2 separate regions of the Mus musculus genome follow, and region 1 is linked to region 2. A link is a contact called in public Hi-C data. All regions are on one chromosome and are shown on one strand. The core of a region is the stretch at or near the end of the contact, and the rest is flanking DNA. Distances in the headings are between cores, read along the strand shown. Region 1 overlaps Sorbs2 (sorbin and SH3 domain containing 2). Region 2 holds the start of Sorbs2 (sorbin and SH3 domain containing 2).

Evidence for each region. A called contact is a pair of places that touch in the nucleus more often than the background predicts.
Region 1: a contact with region 2 is called in a Hi-C map of cerebral cortex, with 5 times the contacts expected there. The contact joins the enhancer-like site here to the promoter of Sorbs2 in region 2. A contact is called at or near these places in 6 of 484 Hi-C or Micro-C datasets (cardiomyocytes, cerebral cortex, cortical neurons and 2 more), 2 of 115 datasets of contacts at active chromatin or transcription factors (craniofacial prominence and embryonic stem cells) and 3 of 9 other capture datasets (adipose tissue, liver and pancreatic islet).

Annotation. Positions count from the first base shown.
Region 1 is chr8:45,556,613-45,560,490 of GRCm38.p6, reverse strand. All of the region lies in intron 1 of Sorbs2 (sorbin and SH3 domain containing 2), which reads right to left. Among named protein-coding and RNA genes, the nearest start is that of Gm16351, 46 kb to the left of the region's middle. Within about 2 kb of position 2,345, at least 36 of the 459 cell types and tissues checked have an H3K27ac peak or open chromatin away from gene starts, as enhancers often do. A contact at or near this core is called in cerebral cortex, cortical neurons and forebrain, where this site is marked.
Region 2 is chr8:45,505,613-45,509,698 of GRCm38.p6, reverse strand. Sorbs2 (sorbin and SH3 domain containing 2) reads right to left here and starts at 1,911. Exons shown (of 24, transcript NM_001205219.1): 1 at 1,742-1,911.

The DNA.
Region 1 (3,878 bases), core at 1,096-3,595, 50 kb before region 2:
AGAATCTAGAGTCTGTACTTGGTAGCGTGACTGAATCAATAAGCAAGAATTGGGGATTTAATGAATTTGCCAAAAAAAAAAAAAATTCCACGAGGAAACACTTCTATGTTATATTTTTATATAATTGTAGATGACGTTTCTTTCTTTGCTTCATTCGCTTTCACCTACTCCATAGTTTACATATTTTACTGTATGGGCTCTACCCCTTTTTATTTAAATTTTGCCATACAATATATTTGTTCATATTTTCCTCTCCCCCACCTCCTTGCAGATTGTTCCCACCTCTCTACCCAGCTAACATTAGGTCATCTATCTATCTATCTATCTATCTATCTATCTATCTATCTATCATCTGTCTGTTTGTCTACCTCACCCAACTTTATGTTATCTGCCTCTTGCAAAAAAATGCATAAAACATTTTATTCTTATTTTTGGATCAGCAACCCTAATGAAGCAGCATACACTGGAACATTCGGTTGCTAAAAGAAATGAATTGTGACTACAGAAGAATCAGGATTGAAAGGAAATGGAGAGCCACAGGAAACCTTGACTTTATCTGTCAAGTAGGACTGTGCCATCCATCCTTAACAGGCAAAGCTGAGCCATGATCGCAAATGTCTATTCGAACAGCTCTGTAACATTTCTTTTTAACTAAAGCCTTCATGTAATTAAGAAAGATTTTGATTGTATACTGATATTAATAGCAATGTCATTTATCACTGATGAAAAATGGAAGCAACCCAGTGTCCACTGAGAGATGAGTCAGCTATTCTGGTGGCAATATGCATATACATAAATATGTAAATGCACTAATACTATAAATATTCATAACTATGCATATTCATGGGTGGATATTCAGCCTTCCAAAGGGGAATCCGTTGTGACATGTGCTACTGACATGGTTGAATCTTGAGCAACTTAAGCCAGTCACACAAGAACAAATATTGCATCATTCCAGGTATACCCGGTACTCGGAGTAGTCAAATGCTAGAGACAGAAGAGTTGGAAGGTAGGAGCAAAGACATGCAATATTTAGTGGAACTAGAATGTGAGTTTGGGAACATAAAGGGCGCTGGAGACAGATGGTGCTGAGTCACTAGTGTGAATGTCTCATACCAGTGGAAGTATGGTTACCATGGTTAATTTTTATATAGTTTATAGTTCCCCACGATCTAAAAGGAGAAAGAGCGAGGATGTGAAAGGACAATTACAGCATCCAAAAGCAAGAATGAGGGAAATTCCTAACACATTCTTTCTGGCCCAGATATCTTGACAAGTTGATATTTTGAGCTAATAACACATATCAGTTCCTGGCCTTGTGACCAATATTAAGCGTGGAGCTGCCAAGAAGTGACAACATGACCATCTTGGGTTTTCAAAGGATGTTGGATGTGGAGGGACAGGAACAAAAGGATCAGGATTCACAGATTAGAAGGAACCGAGGTTTCTGTGCATCATGAGGAAAGGGGATGCAGAGGAAAACAGCTGGACCTAGGATGTGGCTTCCTAGGGCTGCCCTGTCCTCAGATGATAGAGGCTGATGCCAAGAACAGCTTGCTTGAATCTGGATGGACAGGTTGGAAAACACCAGAGGCAGCAACCACTTCCACATGGAGGATGAAGTGCTAGAGGCTGAGGTTGATGATGGCACAGATCCACCAACAGGGCTGATGTTCAGGAGTCTTCAGTGTTCTCACTGATACTAAGAGATTGGATCCACTTGGTACCACTTGGTACCATCTTCATAGATGTCAAGTCAGGGCTTGGCTGAATCATGGAAGTGTTCCTATTTTTAAACGGCTAAAAAAGCACGGGGACATATTAAAGTAGAAAATACAAGACAGATCGGAGCAAAAGGACCAATGCAGAAGAAAATGTTGGCACGAGGTGTTGGAGAAGTGGGAGCAATCCTTGCCAACTGCTTCAGGCTGCTCGTGTATTTGCATAACATTTAAATTGAAGCCTAACTAATTTTCCAACAAAGCACTTGGCTCCAAATGTAAAATTTATGATGAATTAGTCTTTTAAAAATTAAAAGATGGTTTTCTTGTCTATGCATAATCTGTATATGTCTGTTCTTTTTTAATTATTATTATTATTATTATTTTAATTTCATGAATGGCTTTAACCTTGGGCATTTCTGTCTATACTCATTAAAGCACATATTGTGCTGGAGACTTGACCAAGAGCATCGCAAGTGTGCAGATGTCTTACCATGCAAGGCACCAATTTCCCCCTTTAATTATTTCCCTGTCAGAATCAATCTCTCTCTAGGGTCTGCTTTTGATGCTCAGCCAATCAGTCTCATTGTGCTGACACAGTCCAGCTGATGCCAAACAGGACTGCTGCTGAGGTCCCCATTAAGGGAACAAAACACACAGTCATCCCAGAAATGGCACCCTGCTGCCACAGCATGCATCACCAGGACTCGAAAATCACCAACTGCCAGGGAATGAAGGGGGCCTGGAGACTACCTCCTGCCAGTCTAGCATCTGCCTGAAGAAGAGACAAGAGGACAGTGATCATTTGGTGAGCTAGGAAGAGACCCGAGATCTATATACGCCTCCTAATTCCCATAACTCCCTTCAGCTCTCTCCATATCCTCTCATCACACCCCTCCCAACTACTACTCTTTTTTTTTTTTAATAACTCACTATGTCTAATTAGTGCTGTTCATACTTTCATGGATGTGGGACCATCCACTGAACCATGGGATACCCGCTAATGATCACACCCTCAAAGAAGAATGGTTCTCCGTCTGCCATTAGCTATAAACTGCTAATAGCTCCTTAGTGAGTGGTAGGGTCTAGAGAACACCTCTGACTAACAACATCTGCTTTCCTTGCTGTAAAGTGATATCTTCATTGTAGACTTGATAGAATGTGACTTAGTTGTGGGCTCTCAAAAATCGAAGATCCAGAAAAGAAGAGCGAATGTGGGCGATAGGTTATCTTTTTCCCCCCATTATTATTTTTTCCATACTTGTAGATTTTTTACATAGTTTCTTTACTTATATTTCAAATGTTATTCCCTTTCCTAGTTTCCCCTCCGAAAATCTCCTATCCCCTCTCCCCCTCCCCCTGCTCCCCAACCCACCCACTCCTGCTTCCTGGCCCTGGCATTCCCCTATAGTGGGGCATAGAACCTTCACAGGACCTAGAGGGCCTCTTCTCCCATTGATGACCGACTAGGCCATTCTCTGCTACATATGCAGCTAGAACCATGAGTCCCATCATGTGTTTTCTTTGGTTGGTGGTTTAGTCCAAGGGAGCTCTGGGGGGTACTGGTTAGTTCATATTGATGTTCCTCTTATGGGGCTACAAACCCCTTTCTCTAGCTCCTTCATTGGGGACCCTGTGGTTCATCCAATGGATGACTGTGAGCATCCACCTCTGTATTTGTCAGGCACTGGCAGAGCCTCTCAGACACTATTGCGGATGTCAACAAGAGCTAGCTGACAGGAGCCTGATAAGGCAATAGGGTTATCTATAGACCAAATTCCTCTGTCTTAAAACTAGCTCTTGTGAGTGACAGGTCCAATGCGGCAAAGGCAACTAACCAAGGTCCAAGTTCAGAAGTTGTCTTGGATGCACAGTGTCTTCTGAACTCATTGCTTGTGTCTGAGCAATTCCCTTCCATATGAACTCTGCTCCATTGAAGTATCCCAAGAGAACACATGGTCAGGCACAGCTGCACACAGTCTCAGCCCGTGCAGCGATTTCAGACTTTCAGTGGGAAGAGTAAATCAGTGGCCATGGCATGACATCTATATTCCAAGTTGCACTGATCTTGGGGTCAGGATAACATCCTTTGTTCAAGCTGGGAGCCCCAATACTCTCGTCCTAGGTCCTTGTCACTTGCCTGCTTTGTGATCAGAT
Region 2 (4,086 bases), core at 662-3,161:
GATGCCAGGTCCCCTTGCCATTCATCAAAGTTGTTAGTGGACTCCTTGTGGGCAGCCAGTTAATTCTTTACTTTGCCTTCTCAAAAGCAATGCCCTTTAAAGGTAGTAAGAAATAATATTTTCCCACATAGGAAAAATAATCTTATTTTACTTTACAGCTTATTTTTAATATTACAAATTAAGAGTTTAAATCTGTACAGTTCTATCACTAGTCATATGACTATTGATTATTAAGCAATGATTTTTATAAGAAGAATGTTAGCGCTAAATACTAGCTTGACTTGATTGTCACACTTGGTAAGTAGAATCATTCACATTTGAATAGGGTAACCCAAAATGCCAAAGACTGTCATAGTAATGCAACTGATAACTTTACACAGTTAAGTATACTTAGTTCCACAGACAGTAGTGAATAACTGAATGAATAAAACGTATAAAGCGAATACATGTGAAAAAGGAATAAAAAGTAATAAAATACCACTGGGTTTGGAAATTCAGAAACTCTACCAATGCTTTAACATCTAAAAAAAGAAAAGACCTTTAAAAATTAACTCTACAAAGATGTTATCGCTTCTCCAAAAAAGGTCAGCCCTGTCCATTTGCTATGAAGACTACATTTTCCGTGTGCCATGCTCTTTTAGAGACAACTCCAAAAGCAGCATAGCATGCCAGGCATCTGTGCCCATTCTCTGCAAACACAGATCCTATTCTCTCTCGGGCCACCATTCACAACCGGCTGATACATGACTTCAGATGTCCCACAGAGGCTATCACAGAGCTTAACCAGTGAGAGCTTCCATTCAATCCACAATTTCACATCCTAGGCATCCATTATGTCCTATGTAACATATAAGATAAATAGCCATGCACGTGTAAGTACAGGAGACACCCTGCAAGTCCCCGTGTTACCTATTTCTGCTAACATACTGATGGGACAAGAGACAAAAAAAAGAGGACACACTCAGAGAAATAAACACCCCATGAAGCAACTCCGTGCCTCATCTAATGCATGTTTCTCAGGGGTCTTTTGTTACTCTGGAGCATATTGAATTATCCTTCCAATTACCTTGGCAACTAAAACAAGGGCCCCCTCACATGCTGCTGACTTTTAAATGGTTGCACTAACTCTCAGTAATAGATGATAATTAAGGCATCTTAATTATTAAGCGGGATTGAAAAGTGTTTTGTTGTTATTGTTGTTGCTAGTGGTGGTGGTGGTGGGGTGTGTGTGTGTATGTGTGTATGCCTTTTTTTTTTTTTAAATAAACCTCGCATTGCATCCTAAGCACAGAGGAATCCAATTATGAGCCAAATTCTTTCTCTACGTTTGATCAGCTGTTGTTTGGAGCTTTTTGTCTCTCAGACTGGTAGATAATTAGAGAAATTGCAACAACCTTGAAGACACGGAGTCTCATCCTTCCTGTCCTGTATTCTTAGTTATGAATGTAGCAGGATGCGAGGGTTGAAGGCAGCGTTATTAACCAGCTTACCTTGAGAACAATAGCAACATTAACAAAGAGGCTGTCCTAATAAAGGGGCTGTGCAGTCCGCTTAGGCAATGGAAAGTGTCCCTTTTATCGTGCCTAGCATAGCCTCAGCCAGAGGTTAAGCATTTTAAAGCAGGGATTAGCCAGAGAAGGAAGGAACAAAGCATTACTAGAAAGCAGAAAGTCTCCCCAGCACCAGCCTTCTCTGCTTCTTTCTTTAAAATCATAGGGGCTTAATGTAAAAGAACCAGTACCTTCAAGTGAGCACATTCCAGCACAAGGAGGGTTGTCGTGGCAGCTGCTATGCAGAATGAGTTGCTTGGGCATCTATCCCTCTCTTCTTAGATACGGGGGTGCTGCTCGCTGGCTAAGAAGCCTTTGCAACAAACGTCTATGCGTTGTTCATCCGCAACTGAAGGAGGCTAAGCAGCTGGGTTTGGTGCTGCTCGCCTGCAGGCGTTGGATCTTTAGACCCTCTTCATCTGATTGGCTGCCTCTTCGTCTCAGCGCACTCCTCTGCCTTAACCTTTGCCTACGCTCAATATTTCCCCTAGGGATACAGTCAGAGAATTGCCCATTAGGGAATCTGTGCCAGGTTAAGTTGAGCGAGTTTAAAGGACCAGTGATGTGATTCTCTATAATTGTGTCTACGCTTAATTTCCCAGTGTTCTGGGTAATCTACCTACCTGGGAGATGTGAGTATAATGTAGCAGGGGCGGTTTTATGTTTCCTCCCTGAAAACGTCACGAGGCTAACACCTGCATGGCATGCACTGAAGTGATCAGGTGGCTCTTAGTAGCACAGCTTGTCTGGATAATCAACCTTAAATCCGAACAGATGGGGATGACAGGAAATATTAAGAAGGTTATTAAAAATGCCAGGAGATGCAGTTGGATAACCGCACAGAAGTCATCTCAAGAATGTGTTATGAATCGCTTACATGAAAGGTCTTTACAATATCATTTATTTTACAAAGTACTGATATAAAAAAACATAAAAATCTACGATAAAAGAACTTAAGCCTTTATCAAGGTATCTAGAAAAAAATGTAACCAAAAAACCAACTTTACTTTCTGAAACTACTAAACCCAAGAAAAGAACCAAAAAGTATACCTTTGACAGCCTTACATATACTGGGTATGAATTGGTCAAGAGCTTCAGGTATTTAAACATAATAATCTATATGTAAATTTATATATATTACATATTTATACTATATATTATATATAGATACACATATGTGTATATATGATATACCTATGTTATATATGTGTGTTACATAAACATGCATATATATATATAAATGAACACACACATCACATAAAAGGCTTTAGAATGAAGATAGTGAATTGGCCACACACATTTAAAATTTTCTCTTTCAAAACATCACCAAACTGATCACAAAGTTTTGACTTTGAAAACCTTTATTTACAAGGTCAAAAATCACGAGAAAAATAGTAACCACATTTAGAAAAGCAGGAAGCAGATAGTCAGGTGGTTAGAAGATTAAGATTACACTCCATCTTCAACCAGCAAAGGGCAATCAAGAAGCAATGATATTTACACATTTACAGCTACCAGTGCTCCTCCTCCCCGTAAGCCTTGACTCAAGGCACATTTGAGCTGTGGACAGAGGGACGAAGGTGGGGCCACATTACAGTAAATGAAGCTCAGGTGTGGCAGCAGAGCCCTGTTATACCAGCCTCCAAGAGGCAGGCGGCTGAAGGTCCACATTTGGGGCCAGCATTGGCTGCAATAGAAGGTTCCAGGTTAGCTTGGGCTACATAATGAGAGCTTGTCTCCCCAAACAAAAAACCAAAGGCACAGACACAGACACAGACACACACACAGACACACACACACACACACACACACACACACACACACACACACACACACACCCTAAGAACAGCTGGTGGTTTGACTGTCTACTCCATAAATGAGAACACCAACGCCTTATTCTCTGCAGAGATTGAAACAGAAGGTCTCTGGACATATACTGGGTGAGAATGAATGAAGGTAGCTAACTGAATAACATTGTATGGAATGGGGAACAGAGGATGTGCATACAGCTTCTAGGGTTTTCTTTTTCACCTAGCACCAAAGAGACAGGTAGCAAGGTGTGAAGAATATTCTCTGTAAAACATGACTGCTTCAAATGATTTATTTTTTACTTTTAAAGATCAGGAGGCTGATTCTAGGGTGGTTGAGCCTGAAACATATGATATATTCCACAGGCTAGCCTTGAACTTAGCTTCCATTCTCAGCCTCCAGAGTAGCTGGGATTACAGGCATGTTACACTAGTCTGTCTCCCAAAGATAAGACTTTCAGACTTTATGTCCAGAACATCTACTACTGAATCCCATCTTAGTAAGTGCTGCACATGAATTTTCAGTGTTCCACTCGTATATACAAGGAGATCAAATATCTAATATAGAAGTAGAGAAAGGAACAAATCACAAGTAAACACTTAAATAACAATATATATGCAGATGTTATATATGTATACATATTATATATATATATATATATATATATAATATATATATATATATATTTCAGTTCAATACCATCAAAAGAACAGTTCAAATACCATCC